Regions from separate parts of the Mus musculus genome. Here regions 1, 2 and 4 are each linked to region 3. Evidence: chromatin contacts called from public promoter capture Hi-C data. All regions are on one chromosome and are shown on one strand. The core of a region is the stretch at or near the end of the contact, and the rest is flanking DNA. Distances in the headings are between cores, read along the strand shown. Region 1 holds the start of Pop1 (processing of precursor 1, ribonuclease P/MRP family, (S. cerevisiae)). Region 2 holds the start of Dcaf13 (DDB1 and CUL4 associated factor 13). Region 3 holds the start of Pabpc1 (poly(A) binding protein, cytoplasmic 1). Region 4 holds the start of Atp6v1c1 (ATPase, H+ transporting, lysosomal V1 subunit C1).

Region 1 (2,818 bases), core at 294-2,793, 2.1 Mb before region 3:
AATACTTGGCATGCACTACACATCTTCTACAGTACTAATGTTGCAGCCGAAGAAAATCTTCAGTTTTGATTGACAGCAAAGAGACACTGTGTCAGAAATGACTTTTTCAAAAGGAATTGGCTCTAGATACGTTTTAGTGAAGACTTAGAAGTTAGAGAGGAGAAAGTTATATAAGATACAATACAGTGATTTTTAAAGCTGAGGTATTTTGAGGAACAAGGTTTTAAGTTAAGTGTGCTGGTCTTCACGTCAGCACTAGGAATGCTCAAACAGGAGAACAGCAGGTTCTAGGTTAGTCTGAGCTACAAAGTTAGTCTGTCCTTCATAGCACCCACAGAAGGAAGTGAAAAGAAAGTACCATTTCTATTTAAAAGCACTTCTGGTAAGCAGAGATAAATGCCAAAGGGTAGTTTTTATTTTTCCAGTACATATATGGTTAGCTCTAGTATATAGGATAATCTCAGAAGATCACCTTTGGTGTTACTTGCATTTGATATTAGTGGTAAATAGGCATGGATAAACCATTCATAAGCATCATTGCATTCCTACACGTTATAGAAGCCAGAGACTAGGATAGACATACAGGTATTTGCTGAGTACTGTCCAAATGAGACAAGCATATCTTGTAAATTAAGAAAGGGTTAGATCAAACTTCATGCTAGTAAAAGAAGCCTGTCACAGAGGACCAAACAGTGTATTATACTTTTTATAGCAAACGTCTTTAACAGATAAACCCTATAGTGATGGAGAGGAAATAAATGGGTGGTTGTAAGGAGCTGGGGAAAGATGCCATGTGGAATAAATGCTAATGGTATAAACCTTATTTTAGGTTGGATGTAAATGTTTTGAGAATAGAAAGTGATGATGGCTACACAACTTTTGGGCATAGTAAAAGCCACTGAATTGAACCCACTAACAGAATGAGAATTCTATGGGTTGTTTATTCTATCTTAATAAAATTGTTACAAAAACCAAAACTAGAAGCCACCAAGACGAAAGGCAAGGGGGTTGGGGTGATGCCACTTCTAACCAGAGAAAGCATGTAGCAAGCTCGCCTTCGGGGCCCCGGCAGCTCCAGATGGGGGCAAGATCTTAGGAGTGCAAGTTTCTGGTAGCACCAGGGCTCCCCCATTCTCTGAGGGATTTGGATACACTGTACTCTTTCTGAACTTAGTTTCTTCGCGCGTTCTAAGACTCTCTTTTGCTCGGACCAGCAGGGGCCAAAGCTCCAAACTTGCAACACTGCACCTACCTGGTCCTTCAGAGCTACAGTAAAAAACATTACCTGTAGGGACCAATGGCCGCCGGGGCTTTTGTGGTGCTGATCACCTTTCTGATTATGGACGACATGCTAATCCTTCCCTCTTGAAGACCCTCCAGAAGAAGAAACGATGGTAAGTAACTACACCCACTCTTGTCCACTGACCAGACAGCCCTAGGCAAAAGAGTTTTAGTTCAGGGACAGCCCCGTGCGAATTCGCACGGCCCGATGGGAATTGTAGTTTACAAGCGACTCCGGGACACGTGGAGGAAGAAGCCGTGCTGCGCACGCGCCCTCAGCCCGCTCGCTCACCCTCTGTGGTGGGAGCTTCTAGGGATCTCAGAACCTTGTCATTCTTACCGGCGAAGCCCTCGGAACTTTTGGCAGGTTGGTGGTGAGGCACTAATGCTTAGCCGGGGCCGCCAGCTCGCGGGGGCCTCGCGTGGGGGCTTGCCCACAGTGGCGGCTTCGGCTTGCGGCGCTTTTCACTTGGGGAGGTCCATGCTGCCCGGGCGGGCCCTCTTGCAGTCCAGAGCCTCAGGCTCCTGTGCTCGTTTTTATGCTTATCGTTGCCCTGCCAGGCGGAATCCCCTCTGGGAATGCGCTTGTATCCCTTTCTGGGTACCGTAAAGGACAGGGATGGGTCATTCCGGGGAACCAAGCAGAGGTGTGGGTTGTCTGCCTTTCGCCATCCCGTGCTTCCTTTCTATGCATGATCGCCTCAAGATTTGAGCAGACCGGGGTCTGCTTTCCGGAGGCGAGTCATCTTCTCCTAGCTCACGACTTCAGCTTTCTCACTAACGAACCTGGGTAGATAAGAAGATGTACTAATTAGTAACTGATAATATATCATAAGGAAGTATATTTAAAACAATTCTTTAGTGTAGCTGGTATAATTTTGCCTTTTGAGAAAGATAAAAACTAATTTTTACTCTCTAAATAGATGTGTGTATGTTTATTTTTTCATAAATACGAGTTTTGGTAGAGTATTTGATACTGCAAGACATAAAGCATCTAAAGTGGTTTTGTTTGTTTGTTTGTTTGTTTTGTTTTTGTTTGTTTGTTTTTTGAGAGGGTTTCTCTGGATAGCCCTGGCTGTCCTGGAAATCACTTTGTAGACCAGGCTGGCCTCGAACTCAGAAATCTACCTGCCTCTGCCTCCCGAGTGCTGGGATTAAAAGCGTGGGCCCCCACGCCCGGCTTTTTTTTTTTTTTTTTAGAGCTGATTTGTTGTTTGATTTTTATAATAGTCAGTGATGAGATGCTATTTTGCCTAAATATGTAGTACAGTCGGAACTATAATTAGGGCCAGTTGTTGGAAAAGTCTATCTCAATCCCAAATCCAAATTAATGATTTAAAAAATATAAAATTTAACCCAGCAACTCAATTTCAAACTAGTTTTTTAAATCAAACAATGCAGCCCAGCACAATCCAAAGACGTGCGGCATGAGAACAATTTAAAGAGAAATTTAGGCCTGTTTTTATATCATTGTTTCCTTTTTTTTCTTTTTCTTTATTTAATGTACGAGTGCTCTGCTGCATATATATCTGCCTGC
Region 2 (3,149 bases), core at 102-2,601, 2.5 Mb after region 3:
TTCTACTTAGCAACTGATTTCATGTTGTGTAGAATCCTTTTATATATCTTAGGGTAATTACATTTTTAAGTTTCCTAACGATAAGAAACTGTTGGTACTTCTTAGTTCGACTCCACTGTTCAACATTAAGACACATACATCAAGTAAATCGAATAAAATTAGAATGCTCTACTAAATCCATCTCTAAAGATTTGATTTTCTGGAAAAATTTAGTTTGTAATAAATGAAATAACAGAAATGGTTTCTAAATAGTTACCAAGGCTCACCTATGTAATGCAACTTGGTATTAATTCCTAAAATGCCGTGCTAATTTCCATATACTTAATTCACACTTTAATACAGTTATTTAGAGTGTAGAAGCTCCTCCTTCCTTCACCAGACAATGCATATTTTTAAATACTGCAAACTAAAGAAACTTTAGTGAATATTTTAATCCCAAACTATGACCTTACTCTCCGAAGGTGACAAAGCACCGGCTCACACACTTGTACTTTCGTCTGACTTTATACAGCCAAACACGTGGCTGCCCTAAGACTTCAAATTACCCCAAAGAGTGAATGACTCGTGAACATGAGGGTCAAATGTGACAACCTCCTTTCTCTCAAACTTCACCCACTTTCCCTATCCTTTATGGTTAGGAGACACAGGGAAAGCCGGGGTCCCCTTCCTAAATCCTAGCTCCAGGTAACGCAGGGTGCACAGCATCATCTTAGGGGCTCTCCCCCTTGTAGTAGAGTCTGGGGAGACTAATGTCTCTTCTGCGTGTAAGTGCTTCGCTGGGGCTGGCAGCAAGGGAAGCCGCCCGGGACGTGGGCAGGCTCTTACCAGCGAAGCGGATCTTCACGAGGTCGAGCGGGTGCAGCGCCAGGTTGGACAAGACCCCGCCACTCACGCCAGCCACCAGGTTCTCGTACCGGACGTGGCGGAACACCGCGCTCCACGCCGCCGACCCGGCAGCCGACTGGCCCTGGCCTGTCATGGGCTCCGGGTTCGTCGACACTACGGCGTCCAGCGCCGCCGACGTGGGGCGTGATGTAGTGGCCGCCACCGTGGCGACTGTCGCGGCCCGGGGCCTGGAACCGCAGGACGCGAGCCCACTTCCGGGACCGGAGCCCGGGACGCTGCTGCAGGCAAGTCACACCCGCGGCAAAGCGGGGAGTAGGAGAAACCTCAGAGCGGAGCTTGCTTAGCCCCGCCCAGCAGGCCTGGCCCCGCCCACAGCTGCGCGCGCTCGCCCTCGGGTCAAGACGCGAGCGACAGCTGAAGGACCGCCCCCTCCAGCTCCTAGCCGGAGAGACTACGGAACGCCGCGAGGTCCAGCTGAGCCATCCGGCTGCCACTCTGCGGAGCCACGTGACAGGAAGCCCGCGGAAGGCGGAAGTAGTGTGTCTGCGTGCTGGCCCCGGTAAGTCGAGCCCGGTTTAAAGGCTCGTGGAGTCCGACACCCAGAGCCGCCAAGATGAAGGTGAAAATGCTGAGCCGAAACCCTGACAACTATGTCCGCGAAACCAAGCTGGACATACAAAGAGGTGAGAGGAACTGGAACAGAGGAAGGGGCCTCCTCCCGGATTCTTTGGGTCTGGCCAGCTTTCGAGCAGTAAAAGGGGCGGGAGGCCAGCGCTCTGGTCTCGGTTTCCCTCTCCGCCTAGGCGGCTGCGTCCACACGGGGCTGGTGAGGATCAGAACTGCAGATGGCACATACCTCTACGTCCTTTGTGAGAATTTTCCTCTAGTGGGAAGTAGTTACGTATACACGCCTTTAATCCCAGCACTTGGGAGGCAGAGGCAGGCGGATTTCTGAGTTCAAGGCCAGCCTGGTCTACAGAGTGAGTTCCAGGACAGCCGGGGCTACAGAGAGAAACCCTGTCTGCGTTACTAAAGGTTCTCTCTCCTCCCCCTAGCATTGCTAACGTGTGGTATATGGCCCCCCCCCCCAGCTCCCAAGGTGTTTTACATGGTAATAATTTCTTTTCTTTTTTTTTTTTTTGGTAATATTTCTTAAATGAAAAGTAGATTTGTCCCCAGAGTTTGACGTTAATTATTTTGAATCTTTGAACCTCATTACTTTTTTTTTTCTTCCACTTTCACCAAACAGTGCATTGCTGGATGGAGCTGTCATGGTTTATAGTGCTTGGCCCAGGGAGTGGCCTTGTTGGAGTAGGTGTGTCACTGTGGGTGAGAGCTTTAATACCCTAGTCCTAGCTGCCTAGCAGAAAGTATTCTCCTAGCAGCCTTCAGATGAAGCTGTAGAACAACTCTCAGCTCCTCCTGCACCATGCCTGCCTAGATTTTACCATGTTCTCACCTTGATGATAATGGACTGAACCTCTGAACCTGTAAGCCAGCCCCAACTAAATGTTGTCCTTATAAGAGTTGCCTTGGTCGTGGTGTCTGCTCACAGCAGTAAAACCCTAACTAAGACAGTGGCTTACGTTACCCTTGCCAATGTGGGTGCATTTCAGGCTTTGTCTTGGAGCTATACTTATGTACGTATCTTTACATACTTATCCCTACAAGTGCCCTCCATCCTGCGCATCAGTGTCCTCTTCTGTGTTTTCAGTACACATTGTTTGGATTTGTCAGTGCTTATCACATTATCTCATGGTTCATGCTGATTAGCAGGCTTTCCTATCAGCTTGAAAAGAGAGGAAAGAATCCTATTCCTATATGCAGTGTTTAGACAATAACTCACATAAATAGCTACTTTGTAAGTATCGGAATGAATGAATGAATGGGTGACAGCTGGGACACAGAATCTTATGCTAGGAGATACAACTCTACTTTATAGTAACATCTTTTTTCAACAGTATCTCCCTATTTTTATTTATTTATTTATTTGTGTTGTTTTGTTTTTGTTTTTTCGTTTTTCTCGAGACAGGGTTTCTCTGTATAGCCCTGGCTGTCCTGGAACTCACTTTGTAGACCAAGCTGGCCTCGGAACTCAGAAATCCACCTGCCTCCGCCTCCCAAGTGCTGGGACTAAAGGCGTGCGCCGCCACCACCACCCGGCTATTTTTATTTTTATAATAGAAATATAATAGCAAAACAGAAAATAAAATTTTTGGAGTGCTTTAAAATATAAAGCAAGAAACACATCTGTTATATTTTATTTAGTGTTATTTCCTTGTAAGTTTTCTGCAGGATTTAAA
Region 3 (2,813 bases), core at 49-2,548:
TTTGAAAATGAGCCAAGGAGTCTGGTGCCCTAGAGTCTTCCACATCCCCTCCTCCACGGCATGGTTAAAGAATACTTCATCTAGGGAAAACCCCAAGCAATTATATATGGTATAAGGTGCCTTTCCTGGTCCACAGGTCAGAGATGTGCTATTAGGAACGAGCTTACGACCCTAAGGACCACCACCACCAGGCATCACCCTATTTAACTTTCTTCTAAAGCCTAGGGCTCCTCCCAGCGATTGAGCCACCGGCAGGAACAGGCCTCGGGCCTGTGAGGTTACAGGGTTCAACACGTGGTATTTCCCAACACTGAATCGTACTTCCTCCCCGGCCTGACTGCCGGGCCAGGGCAGGGGATGGAGGGGTACCTCCACCCGCCGCTCCAGGAGGGTACTCGAAACCCCCGAATCCCACAGCTTGTGGCGGGAGCGCGGTGAAGGCTATCTCAACCACCCTCCGGGCGCGTCATCGCCCTAAAGTTTGAGAGCGACCGATGGCGAGAAAATGGTCGCAGAGGAGGAAGTGCCGGCCCGCGAGGGGCTGCGGCGCCGTGCCCTCCCGCCCCCTCGCCCGCCCCGCTAGGCCCGCCGCCCCGGCCGCATGGCCGCCCGCCCGCCACCCTCCGGCCTGCCGCTCACCGTCCGCCGGCTGCTGGAAGTTCACGTACGCGTAGCCCAAGGAGCGGCGGGTGATCATGTCCCTGCAGACCCGGATGGAGAGGATGGGCCCGGCCGGGCTGAACTTCTCGTAGAGCATCGCCTCGGTCACGTCGGGGTGCAGGTCCCCCACGTACAGAGAGGCCATGGGGTAGCTGGGGGCGCTGGGGTTCATCTCGGCACGGCTGCCCGCGGGGCCGCAGGCCGCGACCTTTCCCGTGAGAGGAGGAGAGCGAGTGCGGGGCCGGGGGACGGAGCCGGGGGGAGGGGAGCGGGGGCGAGCGCAGAGGGACAAAATTCAACCGGAATCGACGCGTACTCAACGGCCGTGGAACCGGGGGAGCGAGGCTGGCGGTGCTGGGTCCGGGCGGCAGGAAGGCCTCGGTCTCTGGGTTCCTGCTTGGAGCTGCGGGGCCGCGGGCGGGCGGGTCGGTCTCGGCTGCTTCACCGGGTTATTTTATAAAAGAGGAAGAAAAAAAATAAAAGTCTCCGGCGGGGGAGACGCGGATTTTTTTGTAAATTTTTTTTGGGTTTTTTCAAAGGATTTTTTAGATTTTTTTTGGATTTTTTAATAATAAATGTGTGTTCCGAGCCCGGAGCACACACTCCGCACTCTCAGCACTAACCGCCGGGGAGAAGGGGAAGCACCGCCTCCTGCACCCTCTACTTATACCCCCCGCCGCACTCGCCCCGCCCACGCGCGTCTGACGCCAGGGCCCTACGCGAGCGACGGCGCCGGAGGAGGCGGAGGAAAGCGCAGAGGAAGGGAGAGGTGGCGGCGGCTGCCGCTGCTGCGGGCGTGGGGGTTGGGCCCGAGGCGGGGCGGGGCTTCTGCGCAGGCGCCACAGCCAGGGGCCGACTTCCCGCTGCGCAAAGCCAGGAAAGGGCGGGACGGCCAGTGGGCGGCCTCGGCGCGGCCGCTGGTCACGCCCCTTGCGCACACGCCCCGCCCCCGCCCGAAAGAGCGTTAACCCGTCAGCGCAGCGGGTGGGCAGCGCGCGGGGCTTCCGGGTTTCTGGGCGCCAACCGCCCCCCACGTGCGCGTCTAGTGGCGGCCTCTTCCCTCCGCCCCGGCTGAGGTTCTGCTTCGCTAGCCCCCCACCCCCGAGCGGCGCTGGAAACGGGTGGGCGGGCGTGAGCCTTGCCGGCCGGGTTTCCTAGGTGTGCGCGGAAGGAGGCAGGGTAACTGCCTCGTTCTCCTACCCGGACCGCACTACGAGTCCCAGCGGGCAGCGCCGCCACGCGCGTGGGCCGCGGAAGCGGTGCCTGCCGGGAGCTGGAGTTCTCAACGGCCGCGGGCTGGCTGACCTCAACCGGACCCCAACCGTCCCGGGCGTGACCCAGCACGGGTCCGCGGCCCCGACGAGGGGGAGGGGAGGGGATGGGATAAAGGCAGTTGGGAGTCTGGCGCTTAAGATGTTCTGTTGGAATCACTTAGCCACTTCCTACATTTTTTACAGTGGTAAAAAGGACTCGAAAAAAAAATTTTTTTTCCTTTAAAGTATGCGTTTCTCATAATTACTCGGTATCTGTCACTCTTACCCAAACAAACCTGGATAGCCTGCTTAACTAGGCGTGGTTGGCCACGCTTTTAACCCACTTCACCAGGCGTGGTGCCCACGCCTTTAACCCAGCTTTGGAAAGGCAGGAGGGGTTTGCAGATCTCTGAGGTCAGGGCCACCCTAATCTAGCTCTTGGATGCCAGGGTTTGGGGATTAATATAAATGATTGATAGGCACAAATATATCAACTCGTAGAAATGACATTACATCAACCCAAAAACTCCACTTTAGTAGGTTTTACAGTTTTTGAAGTCCTCTATAAACATCCTTTGACAATGATGTGTGGGAAGTGAAGCAAATAGTACTATTTTTACCGTTAATGGTGTCAGAAGTTAAATGACTGCTCAGCTCTTCAATGATCGTTAGCCTAGCCTATTGCCTAGTGTAAATTAGTTATAACTCTTCTCAGTTAGAATTTAAGTCCGGAGACTCTTACACAGATGCTGTCCCCTCTCCCCCATCTTCACCTCCCCACCCATATTGATGGAAGATAACAGTTTTGAAAAATATGTTGTATGCTTAACACATGAGTATCATTTAAGGCTGTTCTTTGTTTGTTTGTTTGTTTGTTTTTTTGTTTTTTCGGGACAAGAT
Region 4 (2,928 bases), core at 189-2,688, 2.1 Mb after region 3:
TTTTGGCTCACAGTTCAGCAAGGTGGTGAGAGTAATTGTAGCTCTGAAGGCAGGAGTCTGAGAGCCCTGGTTACATTGTATTGGTAGTCAGGAAGCAGAGAGCAATGAATGTTGATGCTTAGCTTTCTCCTTTAAAAAAAGATTATTTATTTGACAATTTTATTACATTTATTTATTTGTGGGTACTACAGCTTGCATGTGGAGATGGGAGGCTATCTTGCAGAATACACTTTGTGGTTCTGGGGATACAATTCAGGCCATCAGTCTTGGTGGTTAGTGCCCCATTACCTGTTGAACCTTCTCTCTCTAATCCTATTTATCATTTTTAAAAGATTAATTTTATTTGTATTTATGTGTATGAGTGTTTTGTCTTCCTGGGAGTGCATATGATTACAGGTTCTGCAGGAGGCCAGATGAAGCCAATCGGATCTCCTGGAGGTAGCTGGAGTCACAAGGCACTCCAGGTGGGTGCCAGTAAGGAATTCAGATCCTCTGTGAGAGCAGTATGTGTTCTTAACCTCAGAGCCATCTCTCTAAGCCTCGAAAAAAAAAAAAAAAACATTCTGTGTTGGTTCCTATCATTCAAGATGCTGCTGCCCATATTCGAGGTGAATGTCCTACATTAAACCTGGCTGGAAACTCCCTCCAAGAGGTTTGTCTCCTAGCAATTCTAAAGCCAGTCAGGTTGACAATGGAAATCTATTATTCCGCTTGCTAGTAAGAACAGCCAGGAGTGCCCACACATTGTGCAAACAGAACCATAACCTCTGGAGCTTCACTTTGCTAAGCTGTAAATCTAAAAACGATTAAAATAGACAAGTCCCCAATCCTCTATGCAACCTAAAATGCTGAGATATGCACCACCTAACTTCTCAACCAATGAGATGTGCACGGTTTGTGAGAGTAGGTTGATATCTATTTTTCTGGAACCCAAGGCTGATGGTTTTTCCCTGTCCATAAACCTTTCTTGACTTCCTGTATCCATTTTGGTACCCCTAAACCAGACAGTTTGGAGTTCCTGGCAAGGGGGTCACTCCACTAGCTAATTCTAAAAAACTAATTAACAATGTTTGGTGCTGAGTAACTAAACCTGAACACTTTATCACTTTATGGAACGAAGTGATACCAGATTGGATGAAAAATATGAAACTACTGAAGTGGATTATTAGAAAAAATTTCCCCGAAACCTGGACTGTCAAAACTTGCAGTGCAGAAGTCAGTGCAGGAGCTTGGGGGAGTCTGAATGGCTGAAACCTGTGGGTAATTTTAGGGTGGGCGGGAATTTTCTGGTGGCTGGCCAACCACCGCAGGTGCATCTGGAGGAGCGGCAAGCTCCGCCCACCCGGAAGCCCGCTCTGCGCGCTCTCTCAGCCCCGCCTTCTCCGGAGGCCTGGCCGCATCGTGATTGCGCGCAGTGGTGCGCGCGCGTAGGCGGAGCGGCGTGCGCCGCGGTCAGCTGACTGCTCCGGCTGGCACGTGACTTGCTCTGGGCGCAGGGGTCGAGGAAGCCGAAAGGCCGGAGCTTAGGTCCGGGAGGGATGGAGCGCTGAGCGGTTAACGTCTACCAGGCTTCCTGCCTCCGCACCTGTCGCCGCCGCCGCCTCCTGAGACACCTCGGGTCAGTGAGCGATAGCCCTGCGGGGAGCTGACGCTGCAGTGGCCGCCGGGGAAGGATGGGGGCGGCGCGGGGGCCTAGACTGTGGCGTCGGACCTGCAACCGGCCTGGGTGCGGGCTCTCCGCATCTCAGGGCCTAGGGTTGGTGTCTTTGGAAGAAGAAGGAGGGGGAAGGGGCCCAGACGGGGAACTCAGTGGCAGAAGGGAGAAGTGTTGTACATTCGGGTCCTTCTTGGGTGGGAATCCCAGCGAGTCCTGGTCACTTGTGAGAAGGTGGACAGTGACAGAATGCCTCAGGTGAGGCTCAGGGTTCACCGGCGTGTGTGTGCAGTCTCCACTGGGTGTTTACGCCTGTATGTGAATAGAAGGGATTACAGTTTTCAGGGCGGAAGGGGTGCCCACTGCAGGCAGGGGGCGGTCACAGAGGACACGGGGGTCATTGTAGGCAGTGGATGAAACAGGAATACAGGCAGCTTAAAAACATTTCACTAGATTGGGGTTGGGGGAGGTTAAACAACATCCCCGAAAAGGAACTGGTGGACAGAGTCTCTTATAAGGCAGATTGAATCACCTATGAGGCATAAGAGGGAAGCTTGTGTTCTTTTCAGAGGAAAAATGTTATCAGGGGGAAAATTGTCTACTCTGTACTTAGTGGTGCCCCGGGAATGAAATGGTCGGGTGTGAATAGCCCAGCCCTAAAAGTTCACATTGATGGTGGGAAGATAAGTCACAGGGGAAAGATGAGGTTGTATAGAACTGGTAAAAACAGAAGGAGGAGAAAAGTATCCTGGAGGAAAGAAAACTTGAGTTTGGGTCTTGGCAAGTCGGTGGGATTGGAGGCAACAGAGGAGAACTTTTTACTCAGTGAAAGCCTCGTTATTTGAGGGCCTGATGAGAGAAGAAGACATGATTTAGGGGTGCCAAAGGCCAGGCTTTTGTAGTAGGCTGCATTGTGGAAAAGTGGGAAATAGTTTTGAAGTCTGGTGATACTTGTTCATATACTGCATGCTCTATGGCTGATACTATGGGAGTGCTAAGGTTTAGGAAGCAGACAGGGACTCTGCTGTCAGAGCTTCCAGACAGATTCAGAGGAGATAGGTTTTAATAGTCGTGCATTTGGCGTGTGATAGAGCACTAACCTTTAGTCCTAGCACTTAGGAGGCAGAGCCAACCAAAGCTAAATAAATAGTGAGACCACTTGTCTCTCTCTCTCTCTCCCTCTCTCTCTCTCTCTCTCTCTCTATATATATATGTATACACACACACACACATATATATATACATCTACATATATACATATATATACACACATA

Evidence for each region. Promoter capture Hi-C pulls out the DNA fragments that hold promoters and counts their contacts. Capture Hi-C pulls out chosen DNA fragments and counts their contacts.
Region 1: a promoter capture Hi-C map of adipose tissue shows a contact between it and region 3, with 3 times the contacts expected there. The contact joins the promoter of Pop1 here to the promoter of Pabpc1 in region 3. A contact is called at or near these places in 4 of 39 promoter capture datasets (the 3T3-L1 cell line, 3T3-L1-derived adipocytes, hippocampal neurons and 1 more), 1 of 484 Hi-C or Micro-C datasets (cortical neurons), 3 of 115 datasets of contacts at active chromatin or transcription factors (astrocytes, extraembryonic endoderm stem cells and neural progenitor cells) and 1 of 9 other capture datasets (adipose tissue).
Region 2: a contact with region 3 is called in a promoter capture Hi-C map of pre-B cells, with 6 times the contacts expected there. The contact joins the promoter of Dcaf13 here to the promoter of Pabpc1 in region 3. A contact is called at or near these places in 1 of 39 promoter capture datasets (pre-B cells) and 2 of 9 other capture datasets (adipose tissue and liver).
Region 4: a promoter capture Hi-C map of pre-B cells shows a contact between it and region 3. The contact joins the promoter of Atp6v1c1 here to the promoter of Pabpc1 in region 3.

The regions. Positions count from the first base shown.
Region 1 is chr15:34,493,768-34,496,585 of GRCm38.p6, forward strand. Pop1 (processing of precursor 1, ribonuclease P/MRP family, (S. cerevisiae)) reads left to right here and starts at 1,544. Exons shown (of 16, transcript NM_026340.3): 1 at 1,544-1,648. It overlaps Rida (reactive intermediate imine deaminase A homolog), which reads right to left and starts at 1,479. Exons shown (of 6, transcript NM_008287.3): 1 at 1,286-1,479. The coding sequence starts at 1,350.
Region 2 is chr15:39,111,523-39,114,671 of GRCm38.p6, forward strand. It overlaps Dcaf13 (DDB1 and CUL4 associated factor 13), which reads left to right and starts at 1,352. Exons shown (of 11, transcript NM_198606.2): 1 at 1,352-1,529. The coding sequence starts at 1,460. Slc25a32 (solute carrier family 25, member 32) reads right to left here and starts at 1,194. Exons shown (of 7, transcript NM_172402.3): 1 at 826-1,194. The coding sequence starts at 979.
Region 3 is chr15:36,607,675-36,610,487 of GRCm38.p6, forward strand. It overlaps Pabpc1 (poly(A) binding protein, cytoplasmic 1), which reads right to left and starts at 1,299. Exons shown (of 15, transcript NM_008774.3): 1 at 640-1,299. The coding sequence starts at 832.
Region 4 is chr15:38,660,466-38,663,393 of GRCm38.p6, forward strand. It overlaps Atp6v1c1 (ATPase, H+ transporting, lysosomal V1 subunit C1), which reads left to right and starts at 1,439. Exons shown (of 13, transcript NM_025494.3): 1 at 1,439-1,618.